3 separate regions of the Mus musculus genome follow, and all the other regions are linked to region 1. A link is a contact called in public promoter capture Hi-C data. All regions are on one chromosome and are shown on one strand. Each heading gives the region's core, a stretch centred on a gene start, on an enhancer-like site or on the middle of the called end of the contact. The rest is flanking DNA. Distances are from core to core; before and after follow the strand shown. Region 1 holds the start of Marchf9 (membrane associated ring-CH-type finger 9). Region 2 holds the start of Rps26 (ribosomal protein S26). Region 3 holds the start of Slc39a5 (solute carrier family 39 (metal ion transporter), member 5).

Region 1 (4,307 bases), core at 898-3,397:
AAAACAGAGTGTATTTACTATTACCACTAACACTGTCTTTCCACACTCCCCCTTGTTCTAAGTGTCTAGAACATGTGTCTTGGAAAGCCATAATGGTGGAGGGCGGTTGCTTTGGGAAAACACTAAATAAGATAAAATAGGTTCCCTGCAAGGTTCTGGTCCAGAGAGCTCCCTACACCTCACCTGCAGTGGATTCTTGGTGCTGATCGCCAGGACCTGGTACTTGAAGTAGCAAAGCTCACAGCTCCATGAGCCCCTCTCACTGATCCAGCGGATTAGGCAGGGTTGGTGTGTGCAACGCACTGAGCCGTCACAGCGGCAAGGGCTCAGGAGCTCCCCCTGGAGGAAGAGAGGGGAGGGCGCCTGTCAGCAGTCATCACCCGGACGGACCCCTTCTGCAGCACTCCTGGAGAGGAAACCTCTTCCTCGGGTCAGTCATACTATTACACTTAAAAACTAGGGCTTTCCACCCAGAGTAGGGCAAGATGCTAAGGCTACAGCACAAAAGTAAGAAGTCACAGCTCAAGAAAAACTTCTCCAACCGAAGGGATCAAAGGTGAGACGAGAGGGAGAGGGAAGCCTGAGTCTTCCCTTTTCCTAGAAATCGGAAAGGTGATTAAGACATCCTAAAGAGCTGACCTCTGCCTAGGACCTGGAGGGAGGAGAGAGGCTGGGCTGCTGAGCTAGGCATCCCTTCATCCACTCCACAGTACTTCCAGTATATAGATCTGGTGCCAGCTGGGATGGCTAACCAATCGTGGTGTCCACGCTAAAATGGGGAGACACTCTGGGAGCAGGAGTGGAACATGGTCCCCTTTAGTCAGACAGTCATTTCTCGCTGCACAGAGATGCCCGCTGGCACTATCCCGGGACAACTTTACCCATAAAATTAAACAAAGAAGGCTCTTTAGAATGAAGTGGATAAGTTGCAAGACGGGAGCAAAAACTGCCTCATCGGGAGAAATACTGAGAGGAGCAGGGTCCTGCCTGGCCCCTCCCCTCAAGGTGAGAACAAATGTACTCTCCTTTCTGCCCACTTCCAAAAAATAGGTTCCCTCGGCTAATGGCTACCCTAAGGTGAGGGGAGCAGGTGCTAAGAGCTGTCTGATATCGGGTGACAGAGACTCTGAGCCCTCCGAGGAGAATAACCCTACCTCGACTGGGAGCCCCTGACCCCCCACCCACCCGGCCCCAACCTTGACACACTCCAGGAGTCTCCAGCCAGGCCAACCTCACCCCACTTCCACTCGGGTCCTGGGTCCCGCCCAGCTCCCCCTGGCCCCGCCCCCTGCCCCGGTCTCCGCGGACACCCCAGGTACGCGCCCCCACCCTCCCCGCCCAGCCAGGTGCTCGGGCCTGACCTGCTCCGGGCCTTGGAAGCAGATCCTGCACTGGGGGGTTCGGAGCCCACTGTCCAGGCTGCTGCTGAGCGACAGAGCGTCCAGCGCGCCTGGGGGCGGCGGCGGCGGCGCGGGCGGCGGCGGGGGTCCGGCCCGCGGTTCCTTGTCGCCGGCCAGGCCCCGGGCCCGCGGCTCCGACCCGTAGTACTCCTCCTCGTCGCCGTCCCCGTCCCGGGCGGAGCAGCCGGCGAAGGGCGCCCAGCCGCAGCCGCCTCCCCCGCCCCCCCGGGGCTGCGGCTCGGCCCGGGGCCGCCCCCCGCCCGTCAGCACCAGCAGCTTCAGCTCGTTCAGGAACATGCGGAGCCGAGACTTGAGCATCGTCCGGGCGCCGGGGGGCGGGGGGCGGCGAGCGAGGGGGGCTCCCGAGCGGCGGGGGGAGGGGCGAGGAGCAGGCCGGGAAGGGGGCGCGCGCCGGAGCGCAGGACCGGGCCGGGGTCTCCGCGGCCTGCAAGCGCTGTTCACTGCTGCCGCCGCCGGGGCACCAGGGCTCGCGGGGCCGAGAGGGCCGTCAGCCCGCGGACGGCAGGGTGGGCAGGCATGGCCCGAGCAGGAGCAGGGGCAGGGGGCGGGGAGGGGGCTCAGGGTGCCGCGCCCCGCGGGTCGGGGTCCGGAGCCGGCCGGGCACCGGGGCTTATGCGCCCCGGTCCTCCTGCGGCGGGGCCGCCCCCCATCGTCGTCCTCTCGGCCCCAGTCCCGCTCCGACTGCCGGATCCGGCTCGGTTCGGCCCGTGCGTTCGGCGGTAGCAAATGGCGGCTCCTTCCGGCGGCGGCGGCGGCGGAGACCCCCCCGGAGCGGCGGGCGGGCGGGGCGGGAGCCGGGGAGCCGGTGAGGGATGGAGGGAGGGGTGGGGCGGGGAGGGGGAGCGGAGGAGAAGGGGCCGCGGCTGCGCATCCCCGCCCTGCCCAGCACGAGCAGGTGTCCCCAGGGGCGGGGCGAGTGTGCGAGACGCGGGAGGAGGGAGGGAGAGGAGTGGCCAACGAAGGGGAGTGTGTACCGGGGTGGAAGAATAGGTGTGTGCGCGCGGGTGGGGGTGAGGATGGAAGTTGAGTCCTCGAAGGCTGCAGGTGTAACGGGGCACAGAGGTGTATGCATAATGGGCGTGTGCAAAGAAAGCTCTGCAGGGAGTCGGGTGTGAGGAGGGTGAGGATGGACCCTAACAACACACAAAAGATGGTAAAGGGTGCTGGGTGCGGGATTGTGAGATGCTGGCTGGTGTGCAGGAATGGAGTCAGATTGTGTGAGAAGCAAGCGATTGATTCTAGCATGTGAAGGTGGCGAGTGAGCAGAAAGGATGCCCGAGGAATGGGCGTGTCTTTCATGACACCCACCTGCCCTCAGCTCCACTGCTCTGAAGCGAAAGCCACACAAGCACGCTTAAATCTTTGTTTTAAATTGACCCCTAGTGCTACTGCTGGGCCTGTCAGCTTTTTGATCTGCTTTGTATTTACACCCACCCTCTCAGCCCCTTTGTGAAACTGAAGGAAAGAAAGGGATTCCCGGAGAGCCCACTGGGTCAAAGACACTGAGAAAAAAATTAATTAGCAAAAGAGTAATTAACAGAAAAGGGAGGGAATGAGCAAGTTGAAAAGTCGAACCAGGGACAGATTGCCAAATTAAGACTCCTCAATGGAAAGTGGCTGCAAAGACAATTTCGGCACAGCATCTAGTTGCTGTGGATGGACAGATGAATGAAGGGGGTGTGGGGGCGCAAGTCAGTGACTTAAGCAGACAAAGAAGATAGCTTCTGTAAGGACAGGAAGCTGCAGTGGGGTCCTATGGGCGGCAAAATGAAGCAGGGAGTACCTGTGTTGGGAGTTGAATGCGCTCACAGACAGCTAAAAAACCCAAACAGCCCTAGGAACATAGCCAAAGAAACACCCACCTCTCCAGCCCCTTAGCCAATTTAGGCCTGGATTTTTTTTTTTTCTTTCTGCTCTTGTTGGCAAGGCAAGAAGCATCGAGGCAGCAGCAGGAGATGTGTCTGATGCACACCTTCTGTGGTGTGGTGCTTGACTGTGATTTACATGAATCCTCAATTTACATTCACATTCTCATATACATTCCCTCCCCCAACCCCCTCTCAGTCAAGGTTTCAACTTGTAGTCCTGGCTAGCTGGGAATTCACTAAGTAAACTAGGCTGGCATGAACTCACAGAAATCCACCTGCTTCTGCCCCAGTCCTCTGGGATTAAAAGCATGTGCCACCATAACCCATCACTGTTACGTTGTCGACCAGAAAAGTAAGAAGTTAGAATGGAATACACAGCAAAACAGGTAATAAAATAGTTTTAGCCTGGGTGTGGTGGCTCAGGTCTAGAACCCAAGCATGTGGACATTGCAGAGTCTGAGGCCAGCCTGGGCTACCTGGCAAGAAAGATCCAGTCTCAAAGAAAGAAAAGACAGAGAAAGGAAAAGAGAGAAAGAAAAGAAAAAAAAAGTGGTGCATACCTTTAACCTTAGTTCTTGGGAGATGGAGCAGGAGGATCAAGTATTTGAGGCTAGCTACGTGTCCATTTCAAGACCAACCTGGGCTATATGAGACCTTGTTCCATTAAAACAAAACAAATATCCACAATAAAATAAATCAGAGCCAAAATCGTTGCTCATGCCTATAAAAACAGCATTTAGGGGCTTTAGCACAAAAATTGCAATTAATTTGAGACCAGCCTCAACTCTAGTGTCTCAAATATGATTTTAGAATTTAGGGTTCAGGAATATAGCTCAGTGACTGAACCCATGCTTACTGCATATAAAAACACTAACTCCAAGCCGGGTGTGGTGGCACACGCCTTTAATCCCAGCACTCAGGAGGCAGAGGCAGGCAGATTTCCAAGTTCGAGGCCAGCCTAGTCTACAGAGTGAGTTCCAGGACAGCCAGGGCTACACAGAGAAACCCTGTCTCGAAA
Region 2 (4,307 bases), core at 506-3,005, 1.6 Mb after region 1:
GCCAGTGAAACCTCTTTTTTTTTTTCTTTCCGAGACAGGGTTTCTCTGTATAGCCCTGGCTGTCCTGGAACTCACTTTGTAGACCAGACTGGCCTCGAACTCAGAAATTTGCCTGTCTCTGCCTCCCGAGTGCTGGGATTAAAGGCGTGCGCCACCACGCCTGGCTTCCAGCGAGACTTCTTAAAACAAAACAAAACAAAAAAAACCAAACCCACCCACCCATGTAGTTCACAGTAGAGCACTTACCAGCATTAAGTTGAGGACCCAGCACCTCAAACCAAAGAAACCAACCACCACCCACCTAGCATCACTAAAAGTGTTTCAGGTTATGCAAAACAGACAAGCATTTTTAAAATTTAAATGTAGGTCGTAGCTGCCACACAGACTAAATAAGACCTTAATGGATACTTCTCTGGGTAAGACTATGTATGTCCCAAGTTAAAATAATTTACTTACAGCAGGTCTGAATCGTGGTGGGGGTGTTCGGTCCTTCCGGGCCTCGCGGGATCGATTCCTAACAACCTTGCTATGGATGGCACAGCTCACGCAATAATGCAGCTTGACATAGAGCTTGGGAAGCACGTAGGCTGAGAAATCGAGAAGCAGATTAGACAGACGCCCTTTCCTGTGATTCTCTTATTCTATTGGTCAGGATTACCCTAACCTCCAAGTTTTACTGATAAATGACACCCAATGAAAACCAGAGAAACCAACACCACACCCAACATACACCAAGAGTTCAACTCTTGGGCTAGAGGTTGCCACTCAAAAGGCCAAGGCATCCTCAAAGCCAAAGTGGGCCACACAATATGAGAATAGCTCAAGTTAGGGAGTCTCACTCTGCTGGCAGGCCTCATGGTTACTACTGTTAGGTCAAGAAAAAAACAAAACAATGAACAAACAGACAAAAGCCAGCCAGGTGCTGTGGTGCACGCCTTTAATCCCAGCACTAGGGAAGATCTCTTGAGTAGGTCTACACAGTGAGTTCTGAGACGCCAAAAACCAAGTCACAAACTGCCCAAACCAGTCTTTGCCCGTTTTAAAAGCTGTTCAATTTTTTTCAATAACTAAAGAATTATGCTTTTTCAGATTCTCCTAAATAGGCAGTCTCTCACAGGGATGGGATGCAGGGGTTTGGCTACCATGCATGAGCCTCAATCTCCACCCCAAGAGAAAAACCAAGTTAAAACCCCATCATTAGGCCTGCTTACTGTGCCACAAAAGGCACCTTCTCCCCAAGCTGAAGACAACGAGCCATACACACCCTCCTCACTCTTCGTCCCTGTACAAATCACGGCTGTGGCTCACTTACCGTCGAAGACGCTTGCTTCAGATATGTCCCTGACAGCAGCGGCTTCTACAATGTTCCGAATGACAAACTTCTTGATGGCCTTATCCTTGGGCACGCACCGGGCGCAGTTCGTGCAGCGAATGGGCTGCACATGGCCGCGGCCCTTTTTGGCGCGACCGTTGTTTCTTCTTTTTTTGGTCTGAGAATGGAAAGAGACGCTATTGGAAAGGGGGCGAGAATTCAGCCCTTCCTGGCCGGCCGCCGCCCGCAGCCCCGACAGAGACCCGTACAAGTCCCGAGCACGCCAAGTCCGGGCTGGACGGACCCTTTGTCACTTTCTCCTCCAAGACTCTGACTTTCAGGTCCCTACCGTCCATAGATCTACTTCTACCCCAGTACCCAGGCCCGCGCGCTCACCACGCGGCGACACTCACCATCTTGGAGCCAAGACTCGAAAGAGGATCCGGCGGCTTGCCCGACCCGCTTATATAGTACGAGATTCCTACGCTCACGCTGAAAAAAAAAACCCTCAGCGACCTGTAATTCTATTTACTCCCTAGCAGCTATTATGCTCGAATTTACCTAATTACTTAGAGTTTCCTGTGAAATGTAGGGTTGTGATAAGTCCCTAGAAATGGTCTATGACGAAAAATATCAGTGGAACTATTTAACCTTCCGGCGGAAGATTAAAATGTTACATTCCCAAACCAGGAAGTGATTACAAGGCTCTATAACATCCGGTTTACGATAGTTCCAGAGCGGAAGTTATCCAGAATTCGGACGCACACTCCCTAGTGTGGGAGGACAAAAGAGATGCATTGTGGGAGTTGTAGTACGACTTGGAGAGGTTCTCTCTTGCCCGTAGTAGACGGACTAAAGGCGGCGCTAAACCACCTTAAGACGCCATGATTTATTTCTTTGAAATATGTGTTCTAAGTGTAGGAATTAGAAATAGAAGACCTGGGAGAAATAAACCATTTGTAAATGCGTCTTTCCAAATAGAGGCTTCGAGTGTTGGGATTAGGCCACCACGCTGGGCTTGGACCACCATTTTATTTCCAGATCCTATTAACACAGATGAAGCACTGTAGTTAGTACATTGTATGTACCAACACAATTTAACTGATCAAGTCTATCAGATAGTTATTTATTTTGAAACATAGTCAAGTAGTCCAGGCTGACCTGGAACTTATTTGGTTAGCCAAGTGTGACCTTGAATTTCTTTTTCTTTTTTTTTTGATTTTCATTTCCCTAATTGCTAGAGATGAACTTTCTTCTTTTAAGATATTTCTCAGCCAGGCGTGGTGGCGCACACCTTTAATCCCAGCACTTGGGAGGCAGAGGCAGGCGGATGTCTGAGTTCAAGGCCAGCTGGTCTACAAAGTGAGTTCCAGGACAGTCAGGGCTATACAGAGAAACCCTGTCTCGAAAAACCAAAAAAAAAAAAAAAAAAAAAATTTAAAAAAAAAAATAATAAAATAAATAAATAAAAAATAAAAATACCTTTGCGATTTTTCCTTATTCTGGTCAGAATGGCAAAGATCAATGGAACAACTGACAAGAAATGACTGAGAGGATGGGGAGGACTCACTCACTGTTGGTGGGATAGCAATCTGGTATAGTCACTATGGAAATCAGTGTGGAGAACTTTCAAGAGATAAATCTATCACATGACCCAGCCATATCTCTCCTTGGCATATGCCAGAGGGACTCAACATGTTACTCTGCAGATACCTGCTTAGACACGCTCATTGCTGCTCCAAACACAATAGGCAGGAGATGGAACAACCTAAATGTCCTACATCTGACAAACACGTAGTGAAAATGTAGTTCATATACACTGTGGAATGCTGTCCAGCTGTAAACACACACACACACACACACACACACACACACACACACATAAATCATGAACCTTGCAGGTAAATGGATGGAGCTAGAAAAGATCACCCTGAACGAGGTAACCCAGACCTGGAAAGTCACTGTCATTGGAGGCTCTTAGCTGCAAACCTTCAGGTGTGAGTTCACATATCATATATCCTAGAGCAACTGCAGAAGTGGGAGAGTAAAGTGGAACCACTGCCAGGATCGGGGGTTGGGGAGCAGTAGCGGGGGAAGCGGCAGTGTACATGTGACCTGATCAAGGAAATGGGAAGGGAGGTGTTCCTTAGGGAGGAAGATCAAAGTAAATTCCGAAAAAGATTCAAAGAAGGCAAAAGAGACTAGTAGTATACAATTGATCTGATAGGGACGTGGGACCTCTTTAGGGAAAAGGGAGGGAGGTAAATACAGAAGAAGGAAGTGGATGAAATAACAAACATTTCTGCCAGGCAGTGGTGGCACACGCCTTTAGCCCCAGAACTTGGGAGGCAGAGGCAGGTGGATTTCTGAGTTCGAGGCCAGCCTGGTCTACAGAGTGAGTTCCAGGACAGCCAGGGCTACACAGAGAAACCCTGTCTCAAAAAAACCAAAAAGAAAAAAACAAACATTTCTGTAAAAAGCCACAAAAAATTATACTGCATTACCTACTTACCAAGAAACCCTATAATACACATCAACCCATGAATAAATACACACATATATTTTTAATGCATCTTCTCACCGGGGCTGATGGTGCTCCCTCTGAGAGCTAAAGACCACCCAACGAAACCCCAGTACCAAACAATACCAAAAAGAGAATCCATCTTTTGAGGTGTTGGCCAGGGTTGTCCAAGAGACTCTCAAGCATGCAGCAGCCTCTTCCTGTTGCCCTTGGTTATCTCTGAGATGGAAGGTATGTTCCTGCTATTTCTGAATACAGGAAGCATGTCAGAAGCAAGGCCCAGAGACCCCTGAGGTGGAACTGACCTGAATATTTCCTCCCTGAAATCTAGCTTTCCTGGTACCAGAGGGCACCATCTGAGGGAGTCAACCTAAAGTTCTCCTGCTATGATCCCACTAACCACATCAATGACCAGCATGGCATATAACCCTAAGGTGCAGTAGTGGCACACATATTTTCACAGTAACCAACAAC
Region 3 (4,307 bases), core at 1,340-3,839, 1.3 Mb after region 1:
CTGTTCTTCCATCAAGTCCCAGGTCCCATTGGCTCATACTGGCACATGCATCAGAGACTGGGGACAGGGGACTTAATGTGTGTTAATCCCTGGTGATTATCCAATCCAATGTAAGTATTCGACATATATTTCTTAATTTGCTAGAGAACGCTGCTGTCATCTCCCTCTTATGCCCTAAGAATTTCCTGTGTTAGCGATGAGCTACTTTGGCCACTAGACAAGAAACCTGACAATGCCGTCCATCTTTAGTCAACACCCCACCATGGGTTGATCCAGCCTAGGCTGGAGTGCTTCTTTTGATAGGGCATGCCACCTGATCACAGGGTCCGGCAGCTTTGTCTGCCACCTTGTGTGTGTAGAACAAGGAACAGACGGACTGTTTCAGATGGATATACCATCATCTCCAGGACACTTTTCCACATAACCATCCCCACAGCCTAACCCTGAGATACTTCCCTGGATTGTGCGTTTGCTAAGTGACACCTCTGAATTTGGTGAGCCTGCGCTAAGGTTAAAGGGAACACTGAGTAGCTATTCGTTTACTGACTCTTCATGTACTTCAAGCCCCCTAAAGGGCCAAATACTTCAGGCCACCTACTCCCATGGTTCCTTCTCCTGTCTAGAGACTCAGACTTACATCCTCATTCAGATGGTCAGCCAACGAATGGTCCAACAGCAGAAGCCTCTGGAAGAGGTCTAGGCTCGAGGGCCCTGACCCGTGCAGGTCAGGAGCCTTTGATTCCTCCTGGTCACCCCAACCTGAAGGGCCCAGAGGCATTCCTGCCCAGATGTCCACACTCAGCTCCGGCTCTTGCAGCCTACATTAGATGGATTAGCAAGCAAGTCAGACTTACTCAAGTTCCCTGACACCTGCCCTGAGCTGTCACCTGGAAGGTTTGGCGAAGGAAAGACAACCACAGTCAGTCCTGGGAAGACCTGAGAGCTGTCATTTGTAAGAGAACCTAAAGTGGGTGGCTGTGGGCTCGACAGGGAAAGCCTGGAAGTACCGAGAGCTAGGACTTCTGGAGAATTGAAGCTAATAGAGGTGAGCAGTTGGTGTGAGAGGATTTGTAACTCTGGGGATTCATGCACTGGGCAGCTGGAGCCTAAGCAGGCACTGAGCGGAACCAGGAGATGCCACATTTTGTGTTTGGGAGAGAGATTAATACCTGTGTGTGAAATTGTCTCCACTTGTGGGTGCAGCCCGCCCAGTTGGAGGCTCATGGTGTCCCAGACGGAGCCCCTGGACTCGGCCTAGTCCTAGGCTGTGGAGAAGCCGCGCCAGGCCCCCTGCAGTCAGTGTCCCGTTCTCTCCATATAGACCAAACAACTGGGCCAGGTAGTGGTTCTGTTCCTGTTCAGCTGGGCCCAGGTTTGGGACGGAGCCTCCTACCCAGCCCAAGGCCACCCCCACACATAGGCCAGTCAGCAGATGATGTACTGGGGGCCCCATCACTAGGGCTATGGTTAGAGGCTCTGTTTCTGACTTCTATTTCCTTTGAGACATCCTGAGGACTGTACCCTAGAACAAGGAGGAGGGGTGGGGTCAGAGCTGCTGTCCCTCAGCTGAGAGCTAGGGAGATGTTCTTACACTTACCACCGCTTACTGAGTCTGTCTGCAGCTTCTGCAGGCTCAGGCGTTCTCTGCCCCTCCCTTCTGCCTTCTGGAGCAGCCTCCTGACCCCAGAGCTCTCCTTACACCTGGTCCCGAGACAACCCACCTCTCAAGCTTGTTCCGCCTCCCTATTCCCTCTCCATATTCAGGGCCTCACCCCTACTGGCAGTGTGAGAGCTGTCACCTCAGGTCCCTGGAAGGCCTCACTGTGGACCTTAGGAGATCCGAGGGAAGGAGCTCAGCCTTCAGATGCAGTGGAAGCCACGTCACAAGGAGGGCTGAAATGGATAGGTTTCCCCTTAGCCCACCTGCTCTGGGGCGGAGTCAGGGGTGGGGCAAGTGTGGGAAGGTTCATATAGGAGTTAATGGTTCACTGGTCTCTGGGATGGGGGGGGTCAAAAGTCAGTCTCTGCAGGGCCTTGACTGGGGAGGGGCCACCCTCTGCCCTGAAGAAGCCACATGGTTAAGAACTTGTGCTCAGTTTTTTCCTCTTAAATATTTTATAGCCCATAAGCCATTCAGCGCCACCCAAGCCTTTTCCTAAACGTACCCTCCCCACATTCCTAACATCTGGTCCTGAGCTGCGTCTGTTTCCAACCCCATCCCCACATTCCCTGGAGAGTTGAGCCAAGGTGCTCCTAAACTGGGAGTTAGAGGGAGAGGCAGATAAGTGGCAATTCCAGATGCATTTAGGAAAGTGACTTCAGTGATGCCCACCCTGGGAAGTGTAAGAAAAGAGCTGTGATTCCCCGACTCCAGCAAGCACTAACCGTCAGCACCCCCCAGCTCTATAATCAATGAACGAGAAAGAGGAAGCCCTGTTGAGGAAAAGAAGCCAGAACAGGGCTCCCCTCTGACATCTGACCTGGCTTACAATCAGGGGGTCAGTGAGTGGCCCGGGGGGTTGGGGTTAGCATTACCTGACGGCAGGACAGGAGACACAAAAGACACCAAGAGGAAGGGGGACCCAGCCTTCTTGTGGGAGGCAGGCTGGACAAGGGTCACCTGGAGGGAGGGGGTAGGGGAGGGACACTACCTTAAAGGGGCAGGCTTGCTTTGCCAAAGGCCTCCTTGCCTGGGCACTACAATTCCCTAAGTGCACACCTGCTAACCTCTTTCCTATGAGAGAAACACAGACTCCAGAATGAGTGGGAACATTTATTAGGAAGGAGGGATTTCAGTTAGACCCTTATTTCCCACACAAAAACCACACTGTCTTTTCCAAAGGAGGGCAGGCAGAGGACCCTGGATCCCAGGGGATAGACAGCATCAGCAGGACAGGGGTGGGGTGGGGCGTGAGTTTGAGGTGGATAAGGCTGCTGCTTCCAACCCCTCCAGGGAAATTTAGTGGCTAAAACACAGCTACTTTATCCTCTAATCCCAAAGCCAGCAGCCTGATAGAAGACTGTCTTGTTCTCTGGCAGAGACGCCTGGATCATGGTTGTGGTGGAAGGAAGGAGAGACTCATCTCTTGCTATCTCTTGCTGCTTCTTCGGGTTTCTTTGCCGTTGCTGACAGGGTTGCTGGAGGGGCCAGGAGGGCCGGAAGGCGTGTGGTTGGGTTGACTTCGAGTGATTCGGGTGCTGGGGGGATGTGAGGGGGTGTGAGAAGGATGGGGGCCACCCACAGGACCTAGCTGGGTGCTCAGTCCATTTCCGTTCTGGTTCTCGGAAGCTAGTTGTGGGAGAGGAAGAAACAGAGTTAGGTAGTTAAGGTAAGAAAGGGTCTGTCTTCAAAGCCCACTTCCATGCCCCAGAGAGTGGATGAGTCTTCACCAAGCACAACTGCGTGAATGCTGACCAGGTACAAAAAGACTATGGGTTTTGAATAAGAATGGGATCCTAGCCGGCATGGTGGCGCACGCCTTTAATCCCAGCACTCGGGAGGCAGAGGCAGGTGGATTTCTGAGTTCGAGGCCAGCCTGGTTGGGACCCTAGCACTGATAATTTTAACTGTCAATTTGGTACAATCTAGAGTCTGCTAGGGAGAGTCAGTGAGGGGCTTGTCTACATTGGCTGGTCTGTAGGGGATTGTAATTAACTTAATTTTGCAGGAAGACCTAGCCCAACTGTAGATGGCCCTATTCCCTAGGCAGGTGGTCCTGAATAGAGTACAAAAAGCTATGGGCTAAAAGTATGAATGGGGCCCCTCAATAATTTTGGAAGTTGCTCCATGAACCACATATGTGTGTGTGTATAATTTTATATTATATAAATACAACATATTTATCTTAGGTATCTCTGTGTCATTGGAAATCAGACCCAGATTTAGTTCAAGGCTCAAAGCTCTCTGAAAAAATGTCCTATGGCCCAAGATGCCTGTAAAGCTGGAGAAGCACAGGAAGAAGAGCTATAGTTTCTCTTTAAATGGAAAGGGGCTGGGTCTATCATGTGGGAAGTTAGTGCTTGGGTTAGATACCCAGCACTATAATAAAATGAAAAATACATCCGGGAACTGAACCCCTCTGCCACTGACTGAGCCACTTAGCTACACATCACCCCCCAACTGTGTATATTTTGTGTTTACTCCTGTGTGTGTGTGTAGCTAAGTGTACACGCACGCACACACACACACATATATAACCTTCAGGAGTTGGTTGTCTCCTTCTGCCATGTGGATGTTCTGGGAATTGAACTCAGGTTGTCAGGCTTGATGTCAAATACCCATTCCTGCTGAACCACCTTGCCAATCC

The links. Capture Hi-C pulls out chosen DNA fragments and counts their contacts.
Region 2: a contact with region 1 is called in a promoter capture Hi-C map of liver, with 4 times the contacts expected there. The contact joins the promoter of Rps26 here to the promoter of Marchf9 in region 1. A contact is called at or near these places in 5 of 39 promoter capture datasets (embryonic stem cells, hematopoietic stem and progenitor cells, hippocampal neurons and 1 more), 6 of 115 datasets of contacts at active chromatin or transcription factors (astrocytes, embryonic stem cells, fetal liver and 2 more) and 2 of 9 other capture datasets (adipose tissue and liver).
Region 3: a promoter capture Hi-C map of adipose tissue shows a contact between it and region 1, with 4 times the contacts expected there. The contact joins the promoter of Slc39a5 here to the promoter of Marchf9 in region 1. A contact is called at or near these places in 1 of 39 promoter capture datasets (stem cell-derived epiblast-like cells), 1 of 484 Hi-C or Micro-C datasets (B cells) and 2 of 9 other capture datasets (adipose tissue and pancreatic islet).

The regions. Positions count from the first base shown.
Region 1 is chr10:127,058,037-127,062,343 of GRCm38.p6, forward strand. It overlaps Marchf9 (membrane associated ring-CH-type finger 9), which reads right to left and starts at 2,148. Exons shown (of 4, transcript NM_001033262.2): 1 at 1,362-2,148; 2 at 184-339. The coding sequence starts at 1,718.
Region 2 is chr10:128,624,751-128,629,057 of GRCm38.p6, forward strand. It overlaps Rps26 (ribosomal protein S26), which reads right to left and starts at 1,756. Exons shown (of 4, transcript NM_013765.2): 1 at 1,726-1,756; 2 at 1,313-1,490; 3 at 457-587. The coding sequence starts at 1,728.
Region 3 is chr10:128,398,635-128,402,941 of GRCm38.p6, forward strand. Slc39a5 (solute carrier family 39 (metal ion transporter), member 5) reads right to left here and starts at 2,590. Exons shown (of 12, transcript NM_001136237.1): 1 at 2,536-2,590; 2 at 1,800-1,893; 3 at 1,170-1,522; 4 at 638-818. The coding sequence starts at 1,453. Nabp2 (nucleic acid binding protein 2) reads right to left here. Exons shown (of 7, transcript NM_027257.2): 7 at 2,761-3,289. The coding sequence ends at 3,090.